Linked DNA regions of Mus musculus: regions 1, 3 and 4 are each linked to region 2. A link is a contact called in public ChIA-PET and promoter capture Hi-C data. All regions are on one chromosome and are shown on one strand. The core of a region is the stretch at or near the end of the contact, and the rest is flanking DNA. Distances in the headings are between cores, read along the strand shown.

Region 1 (2,781 bases), core at 187-2,686, 270 kb after region 2:
AATTGGTTGCATCCGCAGACAAAACCCTCCATTCCGCGGGGTCCTGGGTGCCCCTCGACCGTCCCTTCCCAGCCCCCAGCCACTCGCCCAAGAGGAAGCTAAAACTTGGGCTGCTCAGAGGAGCGGGATCGAGGAGCCAAAGAGGGACCCGACTCCTGGCGGGGAAGCGACCCTGGCTACCGTGCACTTTCCTTCCAGAGCTCCCTGGGCGAAGCGCGTTTCCCGGGCCCGCGGGGGCCTGGGATCCTCCGGGATCCTTTCCCCGCCAGCCCCGGCGGCTGTAGCAGCTCGGCAGGCATTTAAATATCCTCGGGAGGAGCACCAGGCGGGCAGTCGGCTCCGCACGCGTTCTTTGTCGGGAGGGCGCGAGCCTTGGGCCATGGAGTGTGGGGAGGGCACCGAGGGGGCGGCCGCGGCGCATCAGCCTCCTACGGGAAGGCGGCCCCGAGAAGCCGGAGAAAGCCGCGGGTCTAAGAGCTTCGGACTCGCAGTCCTGCCCCTCCTGAACTCCCCAGTCCCCCCAGTCGCCAAAGCGGCTGACAAAGCGACGCTTTTATTCTTTGGGACCCCCGAGGCTCGATGCCCCCCCCCCGAGCCACGCCGCGCCGCTCCGGGGCTGCGCACAATAGCGAAAGTCCCTGTCCACGATTCGCGCGACCCCACCTCCACCGGGTGGCTACGGCTCGCCGCGGGACCCCAGCTCTTGGAGCCGGGGAGCGCGGGTACCCGGAGAGACTGCGCCGCGCACTCTCCAGGGGAACTCGGTCTCCCGCCCCACCTACACCCGGGTGGCAGGCGGGCTAGCTTGCGCTGCCGTAGCCGCTGCGCTCCCGCGCTCCGGTCGCCCGGCGTGTCGCGGGGCCCCGGGGGCAGAGGCGTCGCGGGTGGGCTGAGTGGCCCCTCCGCGTCGGCGTACTGACTTGCTGCTGCTTCCTGGGTCGGCCGCGTCCTCGCTTCTGTGGCACCGGGGCGGCAGGTTGTCCCTGGGCTGATGTGGACGGCTGCCCGGCGCCCTCACCGCGTGCGCTCATCCTGCCTCCCGCCGCCGCTACCACTGCCTCTACCGGTACCGCCGCTGCAGCCGCTCGGCCTCCGCCGCCCCGAATCCGCCCAGCACCTTTCGGGAGACGGGATGTAGAGAGCTGGAGAGGGCAAGAGCGGCGAGAGCAGGCGAGCTGGCGAGTGCGCCGGGGACTACTGCTGCTGCTTAGGCTGCCGCCGCTGCCACCATCAACACCGGACGTCCAGCGGCTGCCAAAAAGAGAGAGGGGAGGAGGAAGAGAGGAGGAGGAGAGGAGGAGGAGGAAAGGAGGAGGCGCTGCGGGCAGTGGGTGGCGGAGGTAGAGGTGGAGGTAGGGAGAGGAGGCGGGAAGCGAAGGAGAGGGAAGAGTTGGAGGCGGAGAGGGTTGCTCTCTCCGCAAAGGCTCGGGAGTTGCGGGTACTGGGACGCTCGGCAGCGGCTTGGAGAGGGAAGAGACTTGGAGTGAATTGTGTCCCTTGAAATGTTAGGCGGGGAAAGAATTCCGCCTCCTCTCCCCCACCCCAGAGGGAGAGAGAGGGAGGGGGGCGGGAAGGAGAGACAGAGACGCAGAGAGCCAGAGAGAGACACAGAGAAGAGGGACAGAGACAGAAACTCAGAGAGAGACAGAGACAAAGAGACAGAACGGGACAGAGATAGAGACTGACTAGTGCGGTCAGAAACCGAGGAGAGAGTGGAAGTTTCTGCCAGGATCCGGTAGGGCGCCCAGCTCAGCTCTAGCAAGGAACAGAGCAGTGGGTGGCACCGCGCCTCCTCGGGTGGCGGGGTCAGGCGGCGGCACTGCACAGATGCAGAGGGACAAGCTGCTGGCCTCTGCGCTCTGCACCCGGAGCCCAAGTTTTGCCCGTGCTGCAAGTTTTCAGAGTTCCTGCCCGGGATTCAAGAGGGATGAGTGTGTGCGTGCGTGTGCGTGTGTGTACACGCGCGCTCGCACTTGCGGAGGGGGTGGCGGGAACGGGGAGTGCCCACCTCTGATCGTGGGCGGATAAAGGGGAGGGGGCTGCAGGAGAAGCAAGAGGAGGGGGCAGGCCAGGCGGACAGCCGAGCCCAGGCGCCTGGCCGCGGGCCAGAGGCAGCGTTCGAAACACAACTGCCTCGAAGGCGGCGGCGCCCGGTTGCCACCCGGAGCCCCGGCTCACGTGCTCCCGCCAGCAGTGGGGTTAAAAAGACAGGGCCTAGGCTCTCCTGCCGGATCGCCGCTGGAGGCCACCCCTGAGCGGCTGTCCTAGGAAGGCGAAAGAAAATGACTATCTCAGAGTCACCCTGGAGAGCTTGGCTTCTACCTGTGCTTCCACCGAGGGTTGCCCGAAGTTTCCGGAAGCATTCAGGGTCAACCGCCGCTGTCTACTATTTCAGCCCCGGGAAAAGAGCGACCAAGGAGTCGGAGCGCCCCTTGCGACCCCCCCCCCCCCCCCGCTCCACTGAGAAATGCCCTCACCCCAGAGTGCACGGGCCGGCGCACAAACAAGCGTGCACAAAGATACACGGGCCCACGCGTGTGATCGCAGACAAGCTTGCACGAAAATTCATGTGTGCGCGCACACACACTTCACTGGCAAGCAGGCATGCAAACAAACCCGTGCTTAAGCACACACTACCAGACACACGATGGTGCCAGTAAGCACATTCGCAACAAAAGCACACACTTGCACACTATACACAGGAACACCGAGTGTGCCAGCTCCTTTATCGAGGTCCCCTCCCCCAGGACTGACTCCTGGAGCAGGCGCTGCACCCCCGTG
Region 2 (2,913 bases), core at 246-2,745:
TTTAGAGAGTAAGTCTGGATTTGTGGTCATTCTTTTTATGGTATGGGATGGGAACTTTATATAGATGTGTATATTAAAAATATTTCCCAGTCCATAGTTTGCTTTTACTCTTTTATAATGAAATTTACTCCTAGGTGTTCTCAATTTTATATAGTGTGTCAATCTTTGTAGATTAAATAATCTTTGCTTTCTTCAAATTATAAAGAGATTATTTTATATAACTTTAAGTTCTAATATTTTGTCTTTCACATAGGGGGCACAATCTAGCTAGAATTATTTTTTTCTGAATGAGATATTGGTGTTGTCTTTAGATAATAAAAAGATGGTTGCCAATTCTTCTCCAGTTTGCCTTCTATAATAAATACTATTCTTACCTTTATTGAAGTGAGTAACAACATGTTTAAAAAATAATAAAAAGCTAAGCATGTTTCATTCTTGTTATTGTGGAACATATCTGAAAAAAGTTTCCTGAAAATATTACATTTTTAGTTTTAGAATAGACAGTTCTTCAATATTTTGAATCCCACTTGCTGTCTTTGGGATGAGTCAAAGTAAACTCATAGAAATAATTACAAGTGGGCCGGTTGGTACGCCTTTAATCCCAGCACTCATGAGACAGAGGCAGGTGGATCTCTGAGTTCAAGACCAGTCTGGTCTACATAATGAGTCTCACGGCAGCTAGATGCATATTGAGACCCTTAAAACAATAAAGATAAATAAAGTTAGTGGTGTCCTGGAATATTTCTTTGGCGAGTCTACACCTCATGCTTGCAATAGTGTCATGACAGATGCATTTTGTTATCGCCACTTTCTCTGTCCTTCTTCCTTTGGTTTTGGTTTCGGTCACGAATTCTATATTTGGCATTCAGTGGTCTTGCCTTTGTTCATCTGTCCAGCCTCATTCTTTGGCACTTGTCCTGTACACCACCACGATGACTTTGCCCTCTCAATTCACAAACATCGAATCCGTGAAAACCTGAATTACGCCCATGGGGTGGGGGTGGGATGGGGGTGGGGGTGGATTCCTACTTGTCTTTCAAGATGAAGGATTATTTAACTTTAAAAGCAGGGGGGGGGGTCTGTTTTAAAAGAAATGGTCAATAAATGAAGGCCTAAATGTTGCTTTAAAATAATTTTACTTAAAAGTGCATTCCTGGACCAAGTATTGAAGTGAATTAATGAGAGGTTGTTGATTGATACCGTAATCTTTCTATCTTGTTTAGCACTCTTTCTGGAAGAGATTCTCTAGAGGCCTAGAGGAACTTTTAAAGAAAATCCTAGAAAAAACTCCCTTGCGATGACGTGGGAGAGAGCAATCTGTCTCCTACTAGAAAGCAACCTCCTCTCCTAGTGGAGACTTTTCCATGGGAGCGATCGACTGGTTCGGCGCTCGCTGCAGAGAGGCAGTTCGGCTAGTTCTGTCTGGCGGCCATCCCGGAAGTGGGTGAAGGCGGTTGTGGTCAGTGTAGGCTCCCACTTCGGCCGGGGCAGGTGCGGGCGGGCACTGCTGGCGACATGGCCGACACGGACCCGGGCTATCCCCGCTCGTCCATCGAGGATGACTTCAACTACGGCAGCTGCGTGGCGTCGGCCAGCGTGCACATCCGCATGGGTATGTGGCGGGGGTCAGGGGGACCAAGTGACCAGAGGGAGACATAGTTGTCTTCTAGAGGTGTGGGCCGGGTCGCCTAGGTCAGCGGTCCTCAACCTGAGGGTCGCAAGCGGGACCCTTTCACAGGGGGTCGCCTAAGGCCATCTGCACATCAGATATTTACATTACGATTCGTGACAGTAGCAAAATTACAGTTCTGGAGTAGGGACAGATATAATTGCATGTTTGGGGTCAGCACACCAGGAGGATCCATATCAAGCATTGGAAATCACGGGCTGATGCCCTCATTTATTTGTTCCCCGTGCTGAGACCTTACCATCCTAGTCATTACTGTCTCCCCGTGGGGTACAGAACTCGGCATACGTGTGTGTGATGACTGAGAAGTTTCCCAGACCGACGCATAAAGTCACGGCGACTCAAAGTTATTACTTTGAGTTTAGGCTGTTCGTTGACGCGTAACGAAGCGGAATTCACTGTCCACCAAAGGTCACTTTACAGAAATGGACCTGCCTGGGCAGCTCAAACCGGTTCTGGATTTAAAAAAAAAAAAAAAAAATGAAGGTGGTTCTGACGCATCTAGAATCTTGGTACTTACCTAGCCCGATATTCCTGTAATGAATTTTGAAATTATTTTGACAAGTGAGCTCAGCTTTTAAAATATATTCATTATGAAAAAGTACTGGTAGCCAAAAAATTGCTACCCTAGACACCTTTGAGGTACCAAGCAGTAATGTTTTGTCGCCCTGTGGTATTTCCTATCCAGCCAGAACTTAGTCATCTTTCAAAGCAAAAGTGAAATTGTATCCATAAGTAACTCGCCATTGCCAGCCTCCTCTGCCCTGGGCAACTCCCATTTCTTCAGTCTTTATGAAACGGTTAGAACTGCCTCAGTAAAAAAGAAATCATACATGTTAGCCGTTGTGACTGGCATGTTTCTATTAATGTCTTCAAAGCTCACCCATGTCATAGTGTATGTGTGTCCGACTGTCATTCTTCCTTTCTCTCAGGCCTAGTCCAGAATGCCACGTAGTTAAGATCATGTGTGTTGGGTGTTTTATTTATTTTTTTCCTCTTCAGATCTACATTATTCACTTGGTACTGCCGTGTGTACTTACGATTCCCCACCCCTATCCTCCGTGGCCGGATTGCTGACTAGCCCTTGCTATAGAAGCGTCCTCTGCTTTCTCTTTGTGCCTGAGTACTTTTCTTTCTTCAACTCAAGGTCGTTCTCTTGAATGCTCAAGCATTTGGGCAGTTATGGATAAAACTGTTTTGCAAACTCCCCTGGGTTTTGTGTGTGT
Region 3 (2,979 bases), core at 23-2,522, 380 kb before region 2:
CTCTGCTAAATTGACATGGCACAAAACTCTTTCCAAAGCACTGATCAACATACACACATATAAGTACGATTATCAACCTTCTTCAGAAAAGCTTCTTTGTGTGATAGATGGAAGGTGGAAGCTAAGAGGCTGTGGAGGACCAGCCTTAAGTGGGGTGTGTATATAATACCCTTCCCCCTGCAAGAGGAATGAGCCAAAGTGTTCTCCGATACCTCGGGGCCTTTGTACACATAGGCTACGCAAGGCTACACAAGGCTACGACTGCATGCATAAGACCTCCCCACGGAAGGCATGTCTTGTCATCATGTGATGTTTCTGCTTTTACTATCTAGGGCAAACTGATGCCCCCTATCTCCTTACTCAGGAAGGTCTTCGAGGAGATAGTAGCTAAATGCTGGTGTACGGGTGCATGCCTGTAATCCAAGCAGTTGTCAGGCAGAGGCAGGAAGCTGAGAAGTTCAAAAAACACATTGGCAACATAGGGAGTATAATCCAGGCAGTCTTCAGGCAGAGAGGCAGGAAGCTGAGGCGTTCAAAGACCACACTGCTGGCAACATAGGGACACTGGGACATACAATGTTCTTTCTCAAAAGGGGGGTGGGGGGGAGGGTAGGTGAAAAGGGAGGAGAGAGACAGAGACAGAGAGGCAGAGGCAGAGGCTGAGAGAATGAGGACTAGCTGAAAAGCAAGGTTGCAAACTCCTCAGTTTGATTGTGTGGAGAACACTGTTGTTTTCCCATCCTTCCATTCTCCATTCTGGCGTGGTGGCGCACGCCTTTAACCCCAGCACTTGGGAGGCAGAGGCAGGCAGATTTCTGAGTTCGAGGCCAGCCTGGTCTACAAAGTGAGTTCCAGGTCAGCCAAGGCTATACAGAGAAACCCTGTCTTGAAAAACCAAAAAAAAAAAAAAACAAAAAACAAAAAAACAAAAACAAAAACAAAAACAAAAAAAAAAAAACAAAAAAACTTACCTTCTTCCAACCCTACTTGTGGAAAAAGTTCAACTGCTCCAAGATTTGCCTCCCAACTGGCTAGCATTACAGGCCTGTACTGCCCGCTGGGCTTCCTGTAAGCCTAGTTTTTGTTTCTTTATTTTGGGGGTTTTTGTTTGCTTTTTGTTTGGGTTGTTTAATAACCTTTCAGGGTGTTTTTAATCACTGGAAGAAGTAAGTCCCCAAGGATCACGTGATCGTGTGCCTCTTCTTACACCTACTCATTTCCCCTTTAACTAGCTGGGTGTTCCTTGCCCTCCTTCTTCCCTCCTCTTCTCAGAGTCTGCCCTAGCTGTCTGGAGGAAGGTTCTGGCAGGAGGCCAGGAACACCAGGAGGCTGGAGACTGAAGGACAAACTATTGTTAAATTCTGCATGACAGAATTCCCAATTGACTTCAGCCTGGGGAACATTTAGGGCCCCACAGAGTTTCTGATTGAATTGAGTGTTTTCTGTTCTACTGAGCAAGGTGACTTGTACAGATCAAAAGTCAACTTCATTTAATGCCTTCGCCTTCTAAGTGGTCTGTTGATGAATTTGGTTCATAAACTGTGAAAATTCAGTTATAAATTCCCAGGATTAAATCAGTTCCCACGAGCGATTAATTCCTGATATCCTAATGTGTATTTTATTGGTATGCTACTTATTTGTGTGATTTAAATGCCCGTCTCTGCAATTTTAAAATCTGTACAAGAGATAACAGCCAAGGGTGTACACACTGACCACAAACGTTTGCTTATGTTACCTCTCAAACAATGTGTAAGGGAAAGGCTGGTTCTAAAACTGTAAGGAAAATGGTGTTCAAAGATTTTTCAGAAGTTTTTGGAAGATAAGAAAACAGGCAAACCAAGGCCTAATTTACAACCCAGAGGGAACATGAGAAAAATGACCTGGAAAGTTGGATTTAGCAATGGAGCCACAGGCAAGATACAAAGTGAAACAAAAGAGTGCAGTTTGGGGGATGGGGGCAGGGATGAGGGCGGGGCAGAGGCTGAGGGGTGTGGTAGAGGCTGGGTGAGGTCAGAGAAGCACAGAGGCAGAGAAGGAGAGAGGCAGAGACCTGGGTCTGTTTTTGAAGGAAGGAGCAGCCTGGGAAGTTTAAAGGCCATCATTATATGACACCATCACCCACTATAATAGGACAATCTCAAAAAGTCATGAGTCATAGTGACCCCCAGAGCAAAGCTTTCTGGCACAGTCTGTGATGGGCAGGCAAATATACACCCTGTTTCTATTGCTACCTGTGGCCTGCCCTAGACCCTGCTTGCCCTTCTAGGAAGGTCTGATGAGGAAACCCAGGCACTGTAACCTGACCTCACTACTTTTCCTTCTCATGATTTAACTCTTTTGTCTTGCTGTTGTTTTTATGTGTGAGTTTATCCGTTTCCTTTTCTTGTTTGTAAGAATCAATAAAAACATCATAACATTTAATGGGATGCTATATAGAATTAAAAAGAAAGCATTACTGCTACATGCAGTTGAGGGGTGAGTCTGAAATATAATATTGTGTTAAGGAAGCTAAAGAAAATTTCATATGATTTAGTTTAGGTCCAAAGACATCAATTTGTAAGAATATTAGTCAGAATAGTTATTGACTCTATAGAGGAGATAGGAGGGAGGTTTAAGGGGTACAGACCCTCACGTATTTCATAATCTGATCTGTGTGACATGTGTGTGTGTGTGTGTGTGTGTGTGTGTGTGTGTGTATACATATATAGCAAATGGCAGTTCCTTCAATTATTTATTCTTGGTCTGTGTGCTTTTGCATATGTAAACTCTGTTTAAATCAAAAGATACTTTTAAGTCGAAAGTTTAAATAAAAATGATCCTTAGGAAGCAAGGCATTGCATGGCAGTGCTCACCTGTATTGCTAGCAATTGGGAATGGAGGCAAAAGAAACAGAGCAGAAAGAAGTTCAAGACTAGCGTGGGTTATAGTCAGCCTGACCCTCAGCAACAGAACAAAACAAAAATAGTGAATAAATAAATG
Region 4 (2,924 bases), core at 13-2,512, 410 kb after region 2:
CCCTGAAGAGGTGTATTCTAGATCTTGACACCAAGCGGTACACAAACGCTGTTCCCCTAGGGAACGTGCATTCTAGTCAGGGCAGGCAATACATGCAATAAGCTTGGCAAAGCAGCGGGATGGGTAGAAAAACCATGTAGGGGAGATAGGGAGTTCGGACTTTAAAAGTCTGTAAGCTGCTGGTCAAGGGACTTTGAGAAAGGGGTTTAAAAGGTAAAGAATGAAACGAATGAGTATCTGCAGGAGGCGTGTGACAGAGAGGGAACATGGTAGAGGCCTTGAGTGCATTTCAGGCATAGTCAAGGGAGCATGTGGCTGGAGCAGAGAGCAGAAGGAAAAGCCAGAGAGGTGCTGGGGGTAGATCGTGCAAGGCTGTACAGCTGGGGGTAGATCGTGCAAGGCTGTATAGCTGGTGGGTAGATCGTGCAAGGCTGTATAGCTGGGGTGGGGGGGGGGGGATAGATAGTGCAAGACTGTAATGCTGGGGGTAGAAGCGGGTGAGAATCATCCCAAACTGAGAGGGCATGAACATGCCTCAAGGAAACAGAGAGATCTGGATGTTAAATCAAAATGGGGACCACACTTTGAATATTAAAATGAAAGAGTCAGCCAAGCAAAAGCAAAGACTGGGTCTCAGGTTGGCACAGAGGCACATCTAGTTCTTGGCTTCCCTTCCCATCTTAGCCTGCATCATCTCCTACAAATCTTATAGCCTGAGCTTCATCTACGCTGAACTTGCCAAGTTCCCTGCTGACTGGGTCAGTGGGGCTCAGGGTACACATCCCACAGAGGGTCAGCTTCAGCAAAGTGTGGCTTTAGCCTGGAAAACAACAACAAAACCAAAGGATTGACTGGAATCTATTAATCTACTGAGGCCAAGAGGGGAACATTTAAAATAAGGTCTTTAAAAAAAGAAAAAAGTGTTGAAGCCTAGAGCAGTCTATGCATAATTCTGCAGAAAGCCAGGAAGAGATGACCTCAGAAAATGTTCACTCAAAGCTCTGACTCCATTTCCTGTGTGTTCTCTCATCCTATTAGGAATCAGAACAGCTGGGTGTCTTTATTACTGAGATTTAAAAGCCACATTTAGGAGACCCCCTCCCAGAAGAGCACATGAGTCAGGTGATGAGCCACTCACGAGTCATAGGAAACAGGCAGCGTTGAAAATTTAACACACACACACAACTCTCCCCCACCCCCAAACCCACAGAAACTATCCACAGCTTCCTGTCACAGGAGATGTGACTCACGTCTCTGGAGGGGTACACATACCTTATTATAGTGGCGGAAGAAAACGTGTCTCCATCAGATGTCTCCCCCAACACCCTCTGCACAGAGCAGTTCTTTGGTGAAAATCCTTTGAAACTTACAAAGTAATTTCTGTCTTTGTGGTTGGGCCATATTGCTATGGTTTGTTCTCACCACAATGACTCTTAATTTAAGGAGCAAAATGACGGCAATAAATCCTTTAACTATATTCAGCTGAATACAGAGTCAAGTTGGGGATGAATGGAAAGAGAAGGCCCTTGGCTGACCTAGCCTGTGGACCTCCCAGAAACTGCTCCCACACTCCAGGGACGCCCCAGCAGGCACACAGAGAAAAGGGTCCCAAGCTGGCATCTTTGGTTCCAGTGGATTCCTTTCTCCTATAAATGAACTTTTTTTTTTCCTTGACTGTAGATAAGGGGGTTAGAAATGAGGGAAGGAGGATGGAAGGAAGAGGGGATTACAAAATACTTGGCATTGATTTGAATCTGAAGCAAAGAAGTTTGAATTAAATGCACCCACAAACTTGCAGAGCATAGTTGTTGATTTTGTTCTTAAATGAAGAGCAAGACGGAGCGAGTGGCGGGGAGCCGTGGTGACCTCATTTCCGAACTCACTAAATTATTCAGTAACAAGAATTAGAGGGGGAAATAGAGATAGAATACAGACAAAGGAGAGAGGTGGATGAAATGTCAGCAAGGATATTGGAAAAGTTCATAAACGGATCATACTATTAACTGTCTGCCTAAAAAATTCTATAATATAAATCTATAAACAATATACATATATATGTGTATATATGTATATACACACACACACAAATATAGATGTGTATATATTTTTCATCTGGGCTAACAATGCTCTTTCCAAGAGCCAAAGACCACCTCCACCTAAGGAAACCCCCACATCAGGCTTTAGAAGACCTCTTTTGAGTTGTTGGTCAGGATTATCTGAGGCATTCCCAAAACTCTATGGACTATTGTTATTTTCCTTGGATGCCCTCCAGATGTGGGAGGTAAATCTCTCCTCTTGGTGTCTTGCTATAGACACCATGCACAGGCCCCTAAACTGGAACTGACCCGAATGGTTCTTCCTAAGGGCTAGCCTTCTTGGCACCAGAAGGCACCATGCCAGCTTCCACAGGAGAGAAAGAGCCAGCAATTTTATCCAACTACAGCGCCTATGGACCACAGCAGTGACCTGTGTGGCACAATAACCCTAGGGGAGCATCCTTACTTTGGAGGTAACAGGTCTGTAATTAGACTTAAGACCCCCTCAAGAGGAGGGAATCTTGCCTGATGCTGGAACACTAGCCAGCTGCCCCGGACTAGTGAAGTCATGGATCTTGGAGGAGAAACTACAACCACCCCTTTACCAAACTAGATTAATCTCTAACACTCAAATGTATTCATATACCCACAGAAAAGTGCACGTCTTAGCCCTCATTAATGGGACTTCTCTTTGCAACGGCTAGAGGTTATTACAGAGAAACCACAACCAATCAAAGTGCGGAGTTGTGGAGCCCTGTCACAATGGATAGATCTACAAAAAGGTGTGTCCTTGTTGGAGTAGGTGTGGCCTTGCTGGAGTAGGTGTGGTCTTGTTGAAGTAGGTGTGGCCTTGAAGGAGGAAGTGTGTCACTGCAGGTAGACTTTGAG

What was found. Promoter capture Hi-C pulls out the DNA fragments that hold promoters and counts their contacts. ChIA-PET counts read pairs in DNA pulled down with a chosen protein or histone mark.
Region 1: a contact with region 2 is called in a promoter capture Hi-C map of embryonic stem cells, with 53 read pairs. The contact joins the promoter of Hmga2 here to the promoter of Tmbim4 in region 2. A contact is called at or near these places in 6 of 39 promoter capture datasets (cranial neural crest, embryonic stem cells and neural stem cells), 7 of 484 Hi-C or Micro-C datasets (all in embryonic stem cells), 4 of 115 datasets of contacts at active chromatin or transcription factors (bone marrow-derived macrophages, embryonic stem cells and pancreatic cancer cells) and 2 of 9 other capture datasets (adipose tissue and liver).
Region 3: a contact with region 2 is called in a promoter capture Hi-C map of embryonic stem cells, with 2.1 times the contacts expected there. The contact joins the enhancer-like site here to the promoter of Tmbim4 in region 2. A contact is called at or near these places in 3 of 39 promoter capture datasets (the 3T3-L1 cell line, embryonic stem cells and frontonasal cranial neural crest), 2 of 484 Hi-C or Micro-C datasets (embryonic stem cells and reprogramming fibroblasts), 12 of 115 datasets of contacts at active chromatin or transcription factors (astrocytes, bone marrow-derived macrophages, craniofacial prominence and 8 more) and 1 of 9 other capture datasets (adipose tissue).
Region 4: a contact with region 2 is called in an RNA polymerase II ChIA-PET map of memory CD8 T cells, with 30 read pairs. The contact joins the enhancer-like site here to the promoter of Tmbim4 in region 2. A contact is called at or near these places in 2 of 39 promoter capture datasets (cranial neural crest and neural stem cells), 1 of 484 Hi-C or Micro-C datasets (CD8 T cells) and 3 of 115 datasets of contacts at active chromatin or transcription factors (bone marrow-derived macrophages, embryonic limb bud and memory CD8 T cells).

What each region holds. Positions count from the first base shown.
Region 1 is chr10:120,475,033-120,477,813 of GRCm38.p6, forward strand. Hmga2 (high mobility group AT-hook 2) reads right to left here and starts at 1,437. Exons shown (of 5, transcript NM_010441.3): 1 at 921-1,437. The coding sequence starts at 1,031.
Region 2 is chr10:120,207,331-120,210,243 of GRCm38.p6, forward strand. Tmbim4 (transmembrane BAX inhibitor motif containing 4) reads left to right here and starts at 1,496. Exons shown (of 7, transcript NM_026617.3): 1 at 1,496-1,612. The coding sequence starts at 1,516.
Region 3 is chr10:119,829,334-119,832,312 of GRCm38.p6, forward strand. All of the region lies in intron 1 of Grip1 (glutamate receptor interacting protein 1), which reads left to right. All of the region lies in intron 4 of Grip1os1 (glutamate receptor interacting protein 1, opposite strand 1), which reads right to left. Among named protein-coding and RNA genes, the nearest start is that of Gm51815, 11 kb to the left of the region's middle. Within about 2 kb of position 1,273, at least 13 of the 459 cell types and tissues checked have an H3K27ac peak or open chromatin away from gene starts, as enhancers often do. A contact at or near this core is called in embryonic stem cells, where this site is marked.
Region 4 is chr10:120,615,604-120,618,527 of GRCm38.p6, forward strand. No RefSeq gene overlaps it. Among named protein-coding and RNA genes, the nearest start is that of 4930471E19Rik, 19 kb to the right of the region's middle. Within about 2 kb of position 1,263, at least 112 of the 459 cell types and tissues checked have an H3K27ac peak or open chromatin away from gene starts, as enhancers often do. A contact at or near this core is called in CD8 T cells, bone marrow-derived macrophages and memory CD8 T cells, where this site is marked.